Regions from separate parts of the Zea mays genome. Here region 1 is linked to region 2. A link is a contact called in public Hi-C data. All regions are on one chromosome and are shown on one strand. Each heading gives the region's core, a stretch centred on a gene start, on an enhancer-like site or on the middle of the called end of the contact. The rest is flanking DNA. Distances are from core to core; before and after follow the strand shown.

Evidence for each region. A called contact is a pair of places that touch in the nucleus more often than the background predicts.
Region 1: a Hi-C map of ear shows a contact between it and region 2, with 2.0 times the contacts expected there. The contact joins the promoter of LOC100383052 here to the promoter of LOC100194302 in region 2. A contact is called at or near these places in 2 of 25 Hi-C or Micro-C datasets (ear and leaf).

What each region holds. Positions count from the first base shown.
Region 1 is chr1:282,727,287-282,732,309 of Zm-B73-REFERENCE-NAM-5.0, forward strand. It overlaps LOC100383052 (evolutionarily conserved C-terminal region 2), which reads left to right and starts at 1,923. Exons shown (of 9, transcript NM_001175728.1): 1 at 1,923-2,119; 2 at 2,344-2,408; 3 at 2,528-2,690; 4 at 2,782-2,849; 5 at 3,088-3,639; 6 at 3,882-4,466; 7 at 4,545-4,757. The coding sequence starts at 2,083.
Region 2 is chr1:282,502,673-282,507,628 of Zm-B73-REFERENCE-NAM-5.0, forward strand. LOC100194302 (Tryptophan RNA-binding attenuator protein-like) reads left to right here and starts at 2,227. Exons shown (of 10, transcript NM_001139340.1): 1 at 2,227-2,378; 2 at 2,561-2,620; 3 at 2,725-2,764; 4 at 3,152-3,330; 5 at 3,781-3,819; 6 at 3,905-3,991; 7 at 4,130-4,190; 8 at 4,664-4,788; 9 at 4,865-4,956. The coding sequence starts at 2,331.

The DNA of each region.
Region 1 (5,023 bases), core at 673-3,172, 220 kb after region 2:
AGCCAACAAAATCAATTTCACTACTGAAGTGAAAACATGCCAAATGGAACCTTAATACTTAACTTGACTTGAATACAAACACTGTGGAGATAAAAATAACATAATGTGTTTGTATGACCTCGTGTAGTTCTAGAGACATAATTTCAATCAAATGAGAGACACGACACGAGTGATGTACCAACTAACATTACCAACATGCACACAATACGTATGTAGTCCTAAAAAATATGAGAAAAATGTAACATGTACAAAGGGACATGAGGTACATTTAAGGTTTTTTTGGCACATAATAAATGAACCGATAAAACTAATAATATCTGTCTATTTAATGTATCTATACAAGTTATAGTAAAACGCCGGGTCATTTATGTGTGATATTTTTTTGGGGGCATTTATTTGTGATATTTTAGACAATAAACTAAGCCACACAACAAAATTTTTTTTGTTAACATTCGCCCCCACAAAAGAAGCATTACATGAATCTTGTTGGAAAGAAACACTATGCATGTTCCGCAAAGAAGTATTACATGGAGCATGGCAAGAAGAAGCAACCTGCATATCACCTGAACGGCATGTTTGAATAATTGAATTTGCATACTCATCGATTCAAAGACCATACCAAGCCACATTAATATTCACCTAGACACCAACTTTGTAGGAAACCTCAGAGCCATCACACACAACGCTATCACTAACGATGGAAGTTGACCATTCCATTAATTGGCATCGACATATTTCTATTGTTTTACATGGTCACAAGGATCGTAACACTCGATAGGTTCATTGAATTTAGAATGTTAGACATTGTTTCACAAATGACATCGAGTCTGTGTATGTGAAAACGAGGACGTCGTGGTGACCATGGAATTGGTTTTGTTATTGGGCTAAACTCGAGGAAAGACATTGCTTTGACCAATTGATTTACATCGAGAGAAAAAAGAAAGAGAATACAATAATAATTTGCATAAACATCAACCTAAGAATCATAGAAATTTTGTGCTATATTTCTAAATCTTAAACAAAAGTATGCATAATGCTTCGTGGGTGAAGGGCGGGGCGATCGATGCGAGACTGCCGTGGGTCGGACAATGGAGCAATGACCGTGGGATTTAGGCTTAGGATTTTGTTTTATTTTAATTTCCAGGAGAGCCCTAGGGTTAGGGTAGGGAGTACCACATAACTGGACTTAGAAAGCAAGGGGTCCAACAACAGTGGTCAGTTTGGTGGTGGTAACGAGTATAGGGGTCAGACACCGCTGAGCTAGGGGTGGGAAACAACCTGATTTGGATTATGCTAGTCTAGGTGGTGATAGATGTCAGAGGCAATGATGGGCTAGCGCAATCCATTAAACAAGGAGAACATGTGGTCTACTCATCGAAGAAGAAAAACAATAGTGTTGCCGCCAAAGATAGAAAACGTGAATGGCTTTATAGAATGCAAACAGGATATATAAAAGCTGTTGGAGATTAAAAAGATATAGAAAATATTTTTTATGTAAATGACTATAATGATAATTTAGAGACTGAAATTTAGAAAAGCTCTTGAAGGTATCGCTAGGTAGGGTTTTCGTCGTATTTTGATTTTGTTCATCATATTCTATTTCTTGTGTTACTTTTCTCTGGTATTTTTCCTATGTCTACCATAAATCGAACCAAGGAGCATTGTTAATTTAGCGTGCCACCACATGTTCTCCTGGAGACTTGACACTTTTTTCCAACATGTTCACAAGTTCTGTGTACCTGGAGCAGAAGTTGGGAAGATAACGAGCAGCGGGGATGGGCTTGGGTCGGTATTTGAATCACCGCCCTTCGAATCGCTAAAACCCCTCTACCTCTTCGCTGGGGGGCTCCTTTCCCTCCCCTCGCGTGGCGTCTGTGGCGGCTATCCTCGCCTCGTCTCCCCTCCCCCCTCCCTAGGGTTTATCCTCCACCACCACCTACCCACCGCCTCTCCCCACCACAGATAAGAATTATCTTATCGATTTTTTACACCGGCCTTGAATCCGATCCAGGAGCAGTCGTTTGGTGTTGGTAGCTGCGGCAGACGTCTGTCCTAGATCGAATTGACTCGCGAGAAGAAGCCATGTCGACAGTTGCTCCTGCCCCTAGCGCTGCTGACCGTATCCTTGCTTCCTGTTCGTTTTTTTGGCGGGTTTGATCCGTGTTCAGGGCCTTTGAGCAGTGTTATAGGAGTCGGTTTCAAGAAACATTTTTATTTTTTTTGGTCACCCTTATATTGGGGGAAAAAATTCTGTTCGTTTTCACTAGGTAAACTGTATCGATCGAACTGTGAGGTGCTTGCTTGAATTATATGTGTGCTTCTTCCTTGATTCGTGAGTTGCAGAGACCACCAATCTTCTGCAGAAGCTGTCTCTGGAGGGCAAGGATGGCTCCGACACTGCCAAGAAGGTATAACTTTCTAGGCTGTTTTGGGCGACCGTTTCGTTTTGCGGAATTATTCTTAGTGGAAGGAGAAATTCACCGAGGATAAAAAAAAATTAATGGCTACTTGAATCGTATAATTGTAGCCTTCTGGGATGCCATATGGAGGATCTACCCACGCTGGAGATGCACAGAGCGCTGCTTCACAGGTGGACAGGTCGATAACACCTCTACTACAGGAGGCCATGGATCCTAATTTCTTCTACCAGCCCAGTGCATATGCCTCTCCAGCCTATTACTTCCCTAGTGGTACATAAACCTGTGCTCCTTGTCGCCTCAGACCTTGGTAGGTGGCTACGTTCATAATTGCAATGCCTGATTCTTGTATGCTGCTTCTCAGGTTATGATGGCTCAGCCAATGAATGGGACTCAAGGTATGCTGGTCATGAAGGAATGGAGATGCCCCCTGTAAGTTAACATTTGTGTTGACTGTGCAATTATCTCAGCTAGGTGTATTTTTGAGTTTAAGATACATTTGAATTATGCGTTTCCACTTTCTCTAGAAATCTGAGAACAAATACAGTGGCATGTGTACACACTACACATTCAAATTTGTTAACTATGAATTTTGGTGAATCACTTATTTACTCTTGTGGATAACATAAGGGATGGAGCTGATACTTTCTTTTCTGTTGAACTAATGTAGCAGACCGTGTATGGAGACATGTACCTTGGATATGGCTATGCTCCATACGGCCCATATCCTTCGGGTTCTCCAGTACCAACTGTTGGGCATGATGGCCAGTCATATGGTTCTCAGCAATATCAATACCCGTCTCAATATTATCAGCAACCAACACCAACAAACGCAAAACATGGTCTAAATGGTGCCAGTTCTCAACCTGAACCGCCCTCTGTTGCCAGTCAGCAGGCACGAGTTTTGGTAGATGCAACAAAAGCAACTCCAAACGTGAGGGCTAATGGTATGACAATTGCTCACAACAGTTCGCTGCCACGTAAGCAAACCCACCTGAATGTATCGGTAGCAAACAGTGGTTTATATGGAAGAGGACCTATGCAAGGCAGTGGACCTTCTGCAAGCAATTATGGTCACAATGGTGTTCGTTCTCCAGCTCAATGGTACGATGGTCCAGTTTACTCGAATGGGCATCAGATACCAACTGCTAGTTCCACATCTTACCGTTCCAATTCGTCTTCTATGAGAAGTCAGAGCCAGCATCCAACAACAAACCTCATGGTGTGTTCGCCAAACAAATTATTTTCATAATATTGTGTTGCAGAGTTTCTTTTTAAGTAATTACTTGTGTCTGGCATTCAATGACATCTAAAGCTTGCTCTCACATACCATTGGTATTAAATTGTACTTCCTTTCTTAAGACTGCACATACAAATGTGATGTGTTTGCATATTTGGATTATTATGAGAAATATATGCAGTGTACCTGAATAAATCTTAGCTGTTGGTTTCATTTATTTCCAGGGTATACATGCACAGATGCCTTCGTCTGGAATGGGTCTGACCTCACCTAGATATCCTTCTAGGATGTACCCAGACAACAGATTATATGGGCAGTATGGTCAGTATGGGAACACACTGAAGGGTGGCCTTGGTTTTGGATCAAACATGTATAGCTCGAGAAACAATGGGAGGTGGGGAGTTGTGGATACCAAATACAAGCCCAGAGGGCGTGCACCTTTTGGTTTTAGTGGTGAGAACCAAGATGGCTTTACCGAGCTGAACAGAGGACCAAGGTCTGGTGGTTTCAAGCACCAAAAACAATTCGGTCCTACTGTAACTATTGCTGTGAAGGGCCAAGCCCTCCCTTCAGTGGGGAAACAGAACAGTACTCTTCCAGACAAAGGCCAATTTAACCAGGAAGGGTTTCCTTTAACCTACAAGGATGCAAAGTTCTTTGTTATCAAATCATATAGTGAGGATGATGTGCACAAGAGTATAAAATACAATGTGTGGGCTAGCACTCCTAATGGAAATAAGAAGCTGGATGCTGGGTACCGAGAGGCTCAGGAGAAATCCAGTGACTGCCCGGTGTTCTTGTTTTTCTCTGTAAGTCTGTAGCATCTTTCCCTATTATTACCTGTACTTCTTTGGCAGTCCCTTTTTGACCTTGAGCTTGTCCCTTAGGTGAACACAAGTGGTCAGTTTGTTGGTGTTGCTGAAATGGTTGGTCCTGTCGACTTTGATAAGACTGTGGAGTATTGGCAACAAGACAAGTGGAATGGTTGTTTTCCACTCAAGTGGCACATAGTCAAGGATGTGCCCAACAACACTTTGAAGCATATTACACTGGATAACAATGATAATAAGCCTGTGACAAACAGCCGTGACACACAAGAGGTATATTTCCTGAGAGTTACCTGGCTTAGATGCTTATTAAGTGATTAATTGCATCATGATGCAACGGGCTAAGGGTACTGTAAAGATAATGTTTTGGTTACTTTCTTTTCAGGATATTTAAATTTTTTACTGGTTTATCAGCGGGCGGGGGCTTTTAGCTAGTGGGAACGGCAAAATATGATCTGTCTATTTCCTTGTTTACAGTCGTCATATATATGACTATGCCATGACCTGAGGGGTATTAGCGAGTCTGCATGACAACTCAT
Region 2 (4,956 bases), core at 977-3,476:
GTGGCGGGCTTGTCGCCGCCGGTCCCAATCTCCCTCTTGGCGGATGCTCCCGACATCACTTCGAGTGGTTAGACTCTAATGAAGTACTGATTCTGATACCAATTGAAAGTCGCCTAGAGGGGGTGAATAGACAAATCTGAAATTTATAAACTTTAAGCACAACTACAAGCCGGGGTTAGTGTTAGAAATAAAGTCGATTCCAAAAAAGAAGGCGAAAACAAATCACAAGCAAATAAAGTGGATGACACAATGATTTGTTTTACCGAGGTTCGGTTCTTGCAAACCTACTCCCCGTTGAGGTGGTCACAAAGACCGGGTCTCTTTCAACCCTTTCCCTCTCTCAAACGGTCACCTAGACCGAGTGATCTTTTCTCCTTAATCAACGGGTCACTTAGACCCCTTACAAGGACCACCACAACTTGGTGTCTCTTGCTTGATTACAAAGGTGTTGAGAACAAGAATGGAGGAAGAAGAAAAGCGATCCAAGCAATAAGAACTCAAATGAACACAAATATCTCTCTCTCACTAGTCACTAAGTCTTTGGAATGAGTTTGGGACTTGGAGAGGATTTGACCTTTTGTTTTGTTGGGGGGTATTTATAGCCCCAACCACTAAAGTGGTCGTTGGGGAGGCTGTTTGTCGATGGGTGCGCCAGCCACGTCACCCAACCGTTAGGGTTCGACCGTTGGAGCTCTGACAGGTGGGGCCACCGGACCATCCGGTGGTGCACCGAACAGATACTGTTCACTGTCCGGTGCGCCTTATGGCGCCTGCTCTGACTCTGCGCGAACTGTCCGTGTACTGTAGCTATGTCAGCCGACTGTTGAACTCGACAGTGGCGATGCCGACCGTTGCTCCGCTGCACACCGGACAGTCCGGTGAATTATAGCGGAGTGACATTTCCAGAAACCCGAAGTTGGCGAGTTTGAGTTGATCCACCCTGGTGCACCGGACACTGTCCGGTGGCACACCAGACAGTCCGGTGCGCGAGAACAGGGCAGCCTTCGGTTTCATTTGCTCCTTTTCTTTTGAACCCTTTCTTGGACTTTTTTTGTTTGTGTTGAACGTTTGACACCTGTAGAACTTATAATCTAGAACAAACTAGTTAGTCTAATTATTTGTGTTGAGCAATTTAACCACCAAAATCATTTAAAAAAAGATTTAACCCTATTTCCTTTCAACCGTCACTTCTATCCGTTCATTCACCACAAAAGGACACAAAGGAGTACGAGTCACGACTTGAACTTCTTGGCGCCCCCATCTCTCTCTAACTCTACGATTTTTTATACCATCCGTACTTGTTTTTGTACATATGACATTGTTAATAGTAGCTACCAGATAGCTATTAGTTGAGCACTAAGAGCATCTCCAAGAGACTAGCTAAATAGCTTGTCAAGCTAAATTTTAGCTACTTAATAGTATAATAGCTCTCCAACAGACTAGCCATCTAACTTGCTAAGCTATCTGGTTCTCCAAATTAACTCACTCACTAGCCAAATTTGGCTAGCAACTCTCGCTAGCCAAGTTAACTTGCATATTAGAGAGTCTGTTGGAATGAGATTTTATATATAGAGTTTAATATTTATGGAGAGACAAATAAAGAGTCAAATAGAGAGTCAAAAATAAAGAGTCTCTTCGAGATGCTCTAACTAATGGCTAGCTAGATTACCGGTTGGATCTATTGGAGTCTAAATAAGTTATTTATTAGCAACTAAATATTAACTTAATAAATTCAACCACGATCAATTTTTTTTTACACGAACTGTTGAGGAGCACAATGAATTCAATCAGTACCAGAACTTTTTTACATGAACTGTTGAGGTTGAAGGGTGGTTTTCCTTTTGTATTTTTTTGGAACGTTTTTTTTTTTGCATTATGTACCATTATGTTTACATTTCATATTTAAAATTATAGAGACAATAATAGTGACGAATATAACGTGCAGAATGAATAAAAAGTGAGAAAAGATTACCCACAAATCTGACATCAAAACGCAACAGTCTGTGCTTGGACACGTCGTGGCAAGTTACTAACACCAATGGCGTGCCGCCACGTTGACAGGTAGCCCGCGTGGACAAGCCACGGTAGCACCACCGTATCACCTTTCGGCTTTGGCGCACCACACCAGGCACCACCATCGTACATCAACGGCTTGGATAAGCCAACGTGGCAACACAATAAAACAACAAAAGAGTTCTCGTGATTAGAGAAGCTCAGAGAACAAAAGAACAGCTCGCCGCGGCTCCGAATGGCAACTTCCCCGAACCCCGCGACGATTCACCGAGCCGGCGCCCAGTGACCCTTCCAGAAGCTTCCAGAAGGTCACCGCCATGGCCGCGCCCTTCTTTTCCACTCCTTTCCAGCCCTACGTCTACCAGGTCCGCGTTCCTGCCCTCCCCTGGACGATCTGATTTTTTTTCTCGAGTGAGGGGCTCATCTCCGCGTAGGATGTTAGGGTTGGATTGGAGCTACGGGGCTGGATCTATCCGATCCGCTGCTCATGGGATCCTATTGTGTTTGTCTCTTCTGATTCGTTTTCAACTGTGTGGGATGGTTTCAGAGCCAGCAAGGATCTGTGACGGCGTTTCAGATATCCGGTGGAGATGTGCAGGTCCTGCAGGTACTTTCTGGTGCTCAAATATGTTTTGCACACCTGTAATTCCTTTCTTCACATGATTTGAACGTAATCAACTGGAATTGTTGGGGGCAAATGTTTTTTATTAGGTGATGCTGAAGTCTCAGGAGAAGCTGACTGCAAAACCAGGTAACTGGATTCAGTCCTTCTGCTATGCAGCTTGCCTGTTCAACTAAGTATCTTTGTCTGTGGCCTTCAGTTAAACTAAACCTAGTAAACAGGGTGCTAACTAGTCATTATGTGGCAGAAATTGACAAATTGTGTGTTTTAGATATCTTCGTACAAAAGTATGTAGCTCTAGTGTCTACTTTTCCTGTTGGCAGTAACCCTGCCCTTAACTCACAACAGATTAACCTTCTGGTCAGTAGTTACTGATAATGATAACCTTCTGGTTGGTAGTTATTGAGAACTATCTGTTATATATATAGTGTAATAAAAAGTTTACCATACAATCCTAGAAATTGTTAGCATGCGAATAGCGATTATTTCATCAGTCATTATTGTTGTTTTCTTTAGGTGCAATGTGCTACATGTCTGGGAATATGCAGATGGACAACAATTACTTGCCTGAAAATGATGGAGGCGTGTGGCAGTGGATTTTTGGGAAACGTGTAAGCAGCACCATTTTCTTTAATTCTGGATCTGATGATGGATATGTCGGGATTGCTGCACCATTTCCTGGGAGGATACTGCCGGTTAGTATTTTGCTTCTCTTCTACGTTTTAATTTTTCTCTTAGCATCGTCTTTTCTTGTGCAATGTGGAATAAATCACTGTTGTCGCTACTCCTCTTATGCTAACAAATTCAAGATTTGTTAGCTACTTAGCTGTTTATTTTTGGATTGCTCTACATCTTTGAAATTGTGATCTGCTATATGTCAGGTGAGGGTTTGTTAATCCTTTTGTTGAACTTTAACCATCCACTTGAATACATTTTTTTTCATTAGATTAGACACCAACCTAACCTAACTGTATGATCGTATACATATCATTACAAAGTGCTACCTCTTGCCAGATTTATGTCAAGCATGCATGTATGCTGCTGTGGAATGTGCTCGGTATTAGAGGTGTTGGCATTACAATTGTGCACTGATATAGTACTAGAATTGTACTTAGTCTTATTTTAGTTGCTTGTGTCTGTTACAGGTAGATCTAACAAACTTTAGTGGAGAACTTCTTTGCCAGGTTAGTTACTGTCTAAGTTTGTTTGAAAATCAAGAGAACTTTGCTTGAAATTAAGAGAACTTCATATGATTAATTATTAACGCAGGCAGATGCTTTTCTATGTTCGGTCAATGATGTCTCCGTCTCTAGTACAGTTGAGCCAAGGCCACGGAATATTGAGATTGGTGCAGAGGTTGGTTAACTTTCTTGAGTTATATTGTTACTCTGGATATTATTGCTTTGGATATGTACCTTTTTGGTCTTTTTATCTATGGTTTCTTACTAAATTGCATTCTGGAACTTGAAGCTCTACAATTTTTTTTATCTTCAGATGATCCTTAAACAAAAACTTAGGGGCCAGGGGATGGCTTTTCTTGTTGGTGGTGGATCAGGTACAGACTGTTTTGCACTTGTCACATGGCGAAATAGATATTGGTATATGAGAATGCAATGGCATCTACACAATAGCAATGCAAATTGGACGGATGCAAAGTATTGTGCCTATAAGATGAGCTTCATTGCTATAAAGTATTAAAGTGGTTTGGGCGTTTAGGATACACTGAAAGATTATATGATTTGCAATAGAAGTTACATGCAACATTAGGTTGGCTGGCACATTATGCATGAATAGATACAGATGTTGTTAACAATGCAAACACTTACAGTGATATATAATTTAGTTTATGTGTACGTCATTTGGTAACTGCAATAATTTAAATATAGCAGACCAGACACTCGGTGCCTCAGTTTGTTTTCCATGAACAAGACGCAATCTCATATCATTCTTTTCACTTTATCTGGTTATTCTTGACTGGTAACATGTGGATGGGATTTGACTGGGGACATTCTGCCATGCAATTTTCAGTCATGCAGAAAATCCTTGCTCCTAGAGAGGTGATAACTGTTGATGCTGCTTGTATTGTGGCTATGTCGGCCACCATTAACTTCCAGTTGAAGAGCCCTAACCAGCTTAGAAGAGCAGTTTTTGGGGTCAGTATATCATCCGTTCATGTTTCCTTGTTAGCTGTTCATGCCCACAATCTCTAAGAAACATGGTCTTATGCAGGGTGATAACCAGCTAACAGCATCTCTCACGGGACCAGGTGTTGTTTTCATTCAAAGTCTGCCATTCCATCGACTCTCACAGAGAATCGCCAG